Regions from separate parts of the Rattus norvegicus genome. Here region 1 is linked to region 2. Evidence: chromatin contacts called from public Hi-C data. All regions are on one chromosome and are shown on one strand. The core of a region is the stretch at or near the end of the contact, and the rest is flanking DNA. Distances in the headings are between cores, read along the strand shown.

The links. A called contact is a pair of places that touch in the nucleus more often than the background predicts.
Region 1: a contact with region 2 is called in a Hi-C map of the A7r5 cell line, with 5 times the contacts expected there. The contact joins two enhancer-like sites. A contact is called at or near these places in 2 of 12 Hi-C or Micro-C datasets (the A7r5 cell line and hepatocytes).

What each region holds. Positions count from the first base shown.
Region 1 is chrX:38,495,099-38,497,869 of GRCr8, forward strand. No RefSeq gene overlaps it. Among named protein-coding and RNA genes, the nearest start is that of Pdha1, 13 kb to the right of the region's middle. Within about 2 kb of position 1,418, at least 1 of the 93 cell types and tissues checked has an H3K27ac peak or open chromatin away from gene starts, as enhancers often do. A contact at or near this core is called in the A7r5 cell line, where this site is marked.
Region 2 is chrX:37,973,964-37,976,663 of GRCr8, forward strand. No RefSeq gene overlaps it. Among named protein-coding and RNA genes, the nearest start is that of Phka2, 130 kb to the right of the region's middle. Within about 2 kb of position 1,313, at least 11 of the 93 cell types and tissues checked have an H3K27ac peak or open chromatin away from gene starts, as enhancers often do. A contact at or near this core is called in the A7r5 cell line, where this site is marked.

The DNA of each region.
Region 1 (2,771 bases), core at 168-2,667, 520 kb after region 2:
TCCTTCCTTTGTTTAAAACATTGCTAAACTTCTCTATCTTTTCTTTCCTATTTTAATGTGTATCGTTGCTTTCCCTACCAGTGAATCTGCGAAGCACATGGGTTCAGTACCTTTGGAGGCCAGAAGAGGGTGTGTGATCCCCTAAAACTGGAGTTACTGACAGCTGTGATCAGCCATGTGGTTGCTGGGAATTGAACACTCCTGGAAGGGGAGTTGGTGTCCTTAATTGTGGAACCATCCCTCCAGCTCCTTCTTGTCTTTTATCAACCTTTCTTTCATCTCATTTCCAAGGCATTAGATTAGTAACATTGCCATTTGAATCTCAGTCATGCTTTCCTCTTCATTCTACCGGTCCAACTGGAGGCTAAGGAAGCCTTGAGGGAGGTCCAGGGAGATGGCTCAGCACGGAAAGCGGTTTGTCTTTCCCTGGACCCACAACGTGGAAAGACAGACCCAAATCCCACAGGTATGCATGGCATGCATACACCCATATGCATGCACGCACATGCAATAGGCACAATAAATAAATGTATGTTTTCAAAAGAAGCCTTGGGAAAAGAGTTTAGAAATCACCTGTTTTTCATTTGCATTTTTCTAGTTCATACCTCATTCTCATACTAGTTTTATCTTCAGTCATCTCTTTAATAAATATTTACTGATGGCATGCTATACATGAGCTTCTGTAGTAGAGGCTAGAAAGACAGAAAAAACATTTTTTTTTCCCAAGAGGATTTGCTAGTGGTGGCCAGACTGTAGAAGCGAGTCACTAACATGCAAGGAAAGAGCACTATAATCAAGAAAGAAATAGTCAAACACTGAGCATGAAATTTTAGTTTCCATTTTATTAAGCAAAGGAACCATGTATCTATCACTAACACGTGAATGGAGATTGTTAATGTTGTCTTTACATATTTTAAGAACGTTCCATACACATTGGTAAGTGTTTTCATGGGGGGGGGGGGGGTGTTAATGACTAATTTTAGCTATGGTTTATGTTGGGCTGCCACCTGGTGGAAGAGGGATCGTATAGGTCCCTCGCCACCTTCCTTATTTCTTCCGTTGGAAGTCCATTTGATGGCTTGTTAATGCTTTCGTAGTTCTGGGTTTCCCCATATTCCTATGCTACACTGCAGCCTTATAAAACAGTCATCTAGGGGTTGCGGATTTAGCTCAGTGGTAGAGCGCTTGCCTAGCAAGCGCAAGGCCCTGGGTTCGGTCCCCAGCTCCGAAAAAAAAAAAAAACAAAAAACAAAACCAAAACCAAAACCAAAAAACCAGTCATCTCTCACTCATTGAAACACATCCTGAGAAATCGGTCATAGCACAGTAGGTCCTTTGAGGATGAAACAGGCCCAACACAAATTTCATGTAATTGTACATTCCTGTTCCAGTCTTAGTTACAATACCCCCTAGTGGAGTCTATCTGCAATTGCACACCAACGATTTTCCCCTATTATCCTGGGTAGAGTTCCACCTAGCTAGCCAGCTGCTCACAAATCCGTGTCGCTTTCCCCGAGATTCAGTTTAGAGTGCTCCTACAGTGGAATTGATCTGTATGGGATTGGGGTTGGGGATTTAGCTCAGCGGTAGAGCGCTTGCCTAGCGAGTGCAAGGTCCTGGGTTCGGTCCCCAGCTCCGAAAAAAAGAAAAAAAAAAGAAAAGAAAAAAAAAAGAAAAGAAAAGATCTGTATGGGATTATTATGTCACTACAGAACAGATGTTTCCTCCTTCTATTAGGATACACACTGTAAGTTGACTATGTGATAGTGTAAGCATCAGTTCAAATCCTCAGCACCCAAGTAAAAAATCTAGCTGTGACTATGTACATGCCTGTATCCCCAGCTATGGGGGTGGGGATGGATGGAAGGCAGAGACAGGAGGACCATTGGGACTTGCTGGCTACCAACTCGGTCCCAGGTTCACTGTCTGGGGGACATAAAATGGAAAACAATAAAACAAGACATCCAACATACTCTTCTGGCCTCTGAGTGAACATCAGGCATACCTCCGAACACACACACACACACACACACACACACACACACACACACACACGAAAATGCATTTAGTAACTAATTTTTCCCATTAATCTATGTATTTATTTACTTTACATCCTGATCACAGCCCCCCTCTCCTCTTCCCAGTCCCCCCTCTTGCAGACTCTCCCTTTGTCCTCTGGGAAGGGAAGGTCCCCTTGGGTATCACCCCACCCTGGCACATCAAGTCACTGCAGGACTAGGCACATGCTGCACTACCGAGGCCAGATGAGGCAGTCCAGTTAGGAAAACAGGCCCTCAGAAATGCAACAGAGTCAAGGTAAGCCCAGGCTCTAGTTGTTGGGAGACCTTTTCATGAAGACAAAGCTGCGCATCTGCTACAAGTGGGCAAGGGGTTGGGGAGGGTAAGCCCAGCCTGTGTATGCTCTTTGGTTGACAGTTCAGTCTCTGAGAGCCCCAAGGGTCCAGGTTAGTTGACTCTGTTGGTCTTCCGGTTGAGTCCCTGTCCCCTTCAGGTTCCTCAATCCTTCCCCCAACTCTTCCACAAGACTCCCCAAGCTCTGTTTAATGTTTTGCTGTGGGTCTCTGTACCTGTTTTGGTCAACTGCTGGGTAGAGCATCTCAGAGGACAGTTATGCTAGACTCCTGTCTGCAAGCATAACAGAATATTATTAAAAGTGTCGGGGGGTGGTGTTTGCCATGAGATGGGTCTCAGGTTGGGGCTGTCATTGGCTGCCATTCCCTCAGTCTCTGCTCCATCCTTGTCCCCGCACA
Region 2 (2,700 bases), core at 63-2,562:
GGGCCAATGAAAATGTCACAATTCTTTGTTCTTGGCAAGAATCCCAGCTCCTTCAGCTTGGGAACACCATTTATCCTACACCAAATGGAAACTTCATCTGGGTATTATGCTCATCTCCAATTAATAAATTACAAGAGAACAAGTTAATTCATCACTTGAAGCTTGGTCCATAAAGACTGTCCAACGCATAGGAAATATAGGACGATAAAGCCATTCCTTATTGGAGCAGAGGTCTGTTTCTCTGAGGCCACTTGCATGTTGGGTGTGAGTAGATGAAATAGCTCCCAGGGAATCTGTCATTGGAATGGCCCCCACCTCTGGAGAGATCCAAATGAAGTGACAGTGTTAGAACTTGAAGTGCCTCCAATATGTTGAGTGATGAGAATGGCTTTGTCACGGCTATAGGGACTCTTAGTCCATAGCCTGGCATGGCCCAAAGTGGCAGAGAACCATGGGAATGCATGAAGGAGCCTCGCTCAGGGTTGCTGTTAATTACGTGGTGGAATCAACGTTTCCTCGCTCATAGCAAAACTGACCAGATAGGGTGCAGCTTCCCTCCCTTGGGAATGTCATCTCTGCCCAGTCTCCTGACCATGGTTTTCTGCAAAGCTCCCTTGGTGTTCAGTAATGCCACTGAAGGGCTGGTGACATTGATGTCAGTGATGAAAACAGCAGACCCTCAGCTTGTCCTCTACGCACCATTCTCAGCCTTCCCATCACTCGCTAACATTTTCTAGCCATCCTGTGAGGAAAGGGCTATTGTCATTGCCCTTGATTCACAGAGGACAAAATAGAGACCCAGAAAGCTTAAGCAGAAGTTGGAGGCTGCATGTGGTCACTATACTGCCTGGTACTTGGTCTCTGAATTGCCCGAAAGCTATTTATGAGACTTCATTTGAGTTATCTGAGTCCAGAACCTCAATCTCCTTCTCTTTCCCCAGTTTTATGTTTAAATGTTTTATATATATTACAACAGTCAAAATGGTCAGGTTTCCCTCTATTTTATTTCCTGTCTCTGGGAAGCCTAAGGTGCCATCCACCCCAGGGGAGGAATCCCTAGGGCTAAAGAAATGTTAAGTGTCTAGGATAAGTATCTGCCCCAGTCTCAAGGTTCTTTCTGGCTGTTCAAGTGCCCCTTAGCAATGTCCATCCTTGATGCTAAAAGAACAAATAGGGGACAGTAATCCTGAACTGAAGTATAAAGTCCCCCAATTCAGCAAATATAAATGGAAACTCTGAGGCCGTGTGATTCACTTTGCCAATATGACTCATATTCTGCTAAGGTTTCCATGAACAATATGTTCACAGTCTGGTTTAATTATAGCCTAGATCTGCCACTGCCTCGGTGAGCCCTGGAGGCACCCAGCCCTCACCCCCAGTGTTGCCAGTTGAAATGTCTCCCAGGGAGAGAGGACACTGGAAATGGATTTCTGCCAGTTCTATTGGTCACCTGGCATAGTGGACAGCTTCTACAGGGGGCTCAGTGAGAGATGGCACCCCAAAGGGGTTGGAAAAGCATGTGCTCACTGGGTGCTTGAATTGCTGGGGCTTCCCCTCCATGTAGAGTTGAGATTCACAAGCACCCAGTGTGGGTGTTTGGAGTGATCAATTGAGAGAAAGAAACAGGGTTGAGTCAAAGCTCCTGCAAGCGAGGGTGGAGGGAACCCCGAGGCTGCCTGATGAGCTTGGGGGTGGTTCTACACACGGGCCTGGTAACAGTGGACAGAAAATGAAAACCAAACCCTGTCCTGTCCACTTTACAGGCACTTCGTCATTGCAGTGAAAGGCAGGGGTTCCTGAGTGGGAAAGGAATCAGTTTACAAATGGAGAGTGGAACTCTGGTTTCTTCACCCTCTTATGCAGCTATTAGTGTTTCAGAGGCAGCAGGAGCTGGCTGCCATGAGTGGAGGGGAGAGAAGGCATTTGGGGCTATCTCTAAAAGGAATTCTTTGAATGTTTGTTATGTTCCAGGAGCCTCACTCCTACCTATATTGTAAAATTTAACATTTGTTTAGCATTTACTATGTACCAAGTGGTATCCATGAACTATTACAAGTATTAATATGTTTGTCTCTTGCAAGAACCATGGGAAGCAGAGGTGTGATCACAGAGCCAGTCACTGGAGCTGGAGTTGGCTGCATGTAGGCCTTGGTCCGGGGCCAGTGCCCTGTAGCACTGCTGGCATTGGGCAGTTCTTCTGACCCAAGGCTGTGGTGTGGGGACAGAGGCTTGAGGAAAAGCAGCTCTGTCTGTTGCATGTTCCTGACCTCATTCTCCCACGGTTGCAGGTGGCCCTGGTAGCAACCCACTCCATGTGTTCTGAGGGTGTCCAGTAACTCAGACAAAAAGCAAGGTCAGCTTCCTCGGCTTTCTTCCTTCTCAACAAACTCCAGGTTCCTCCCTGCATTCTTTCCCCCCTCTGTGTATATGGTGTGTGTGTGTGTGTGTGTGTGTGTGTGTGTGTGTGTGTGTGTGTGTGCGCGCGCGCGCGCGCGCGCGCACGCGAGCGTGTTTCTGTGTGAGAGTGCAGGCACCTGTACTATGGGGGATATTGTGGAGGATAAAAGACAACCCCTATGTTAGCCCCTTCTCCCCACCTTGTTTGAGTCAGGGACCTTTTTGTTGCTCACTGCTGGCTATGTCAGGCTAGCTTGATGAACGATCCTGCTTCCATATTAGGCTGGAAAAGCATCTTATAAG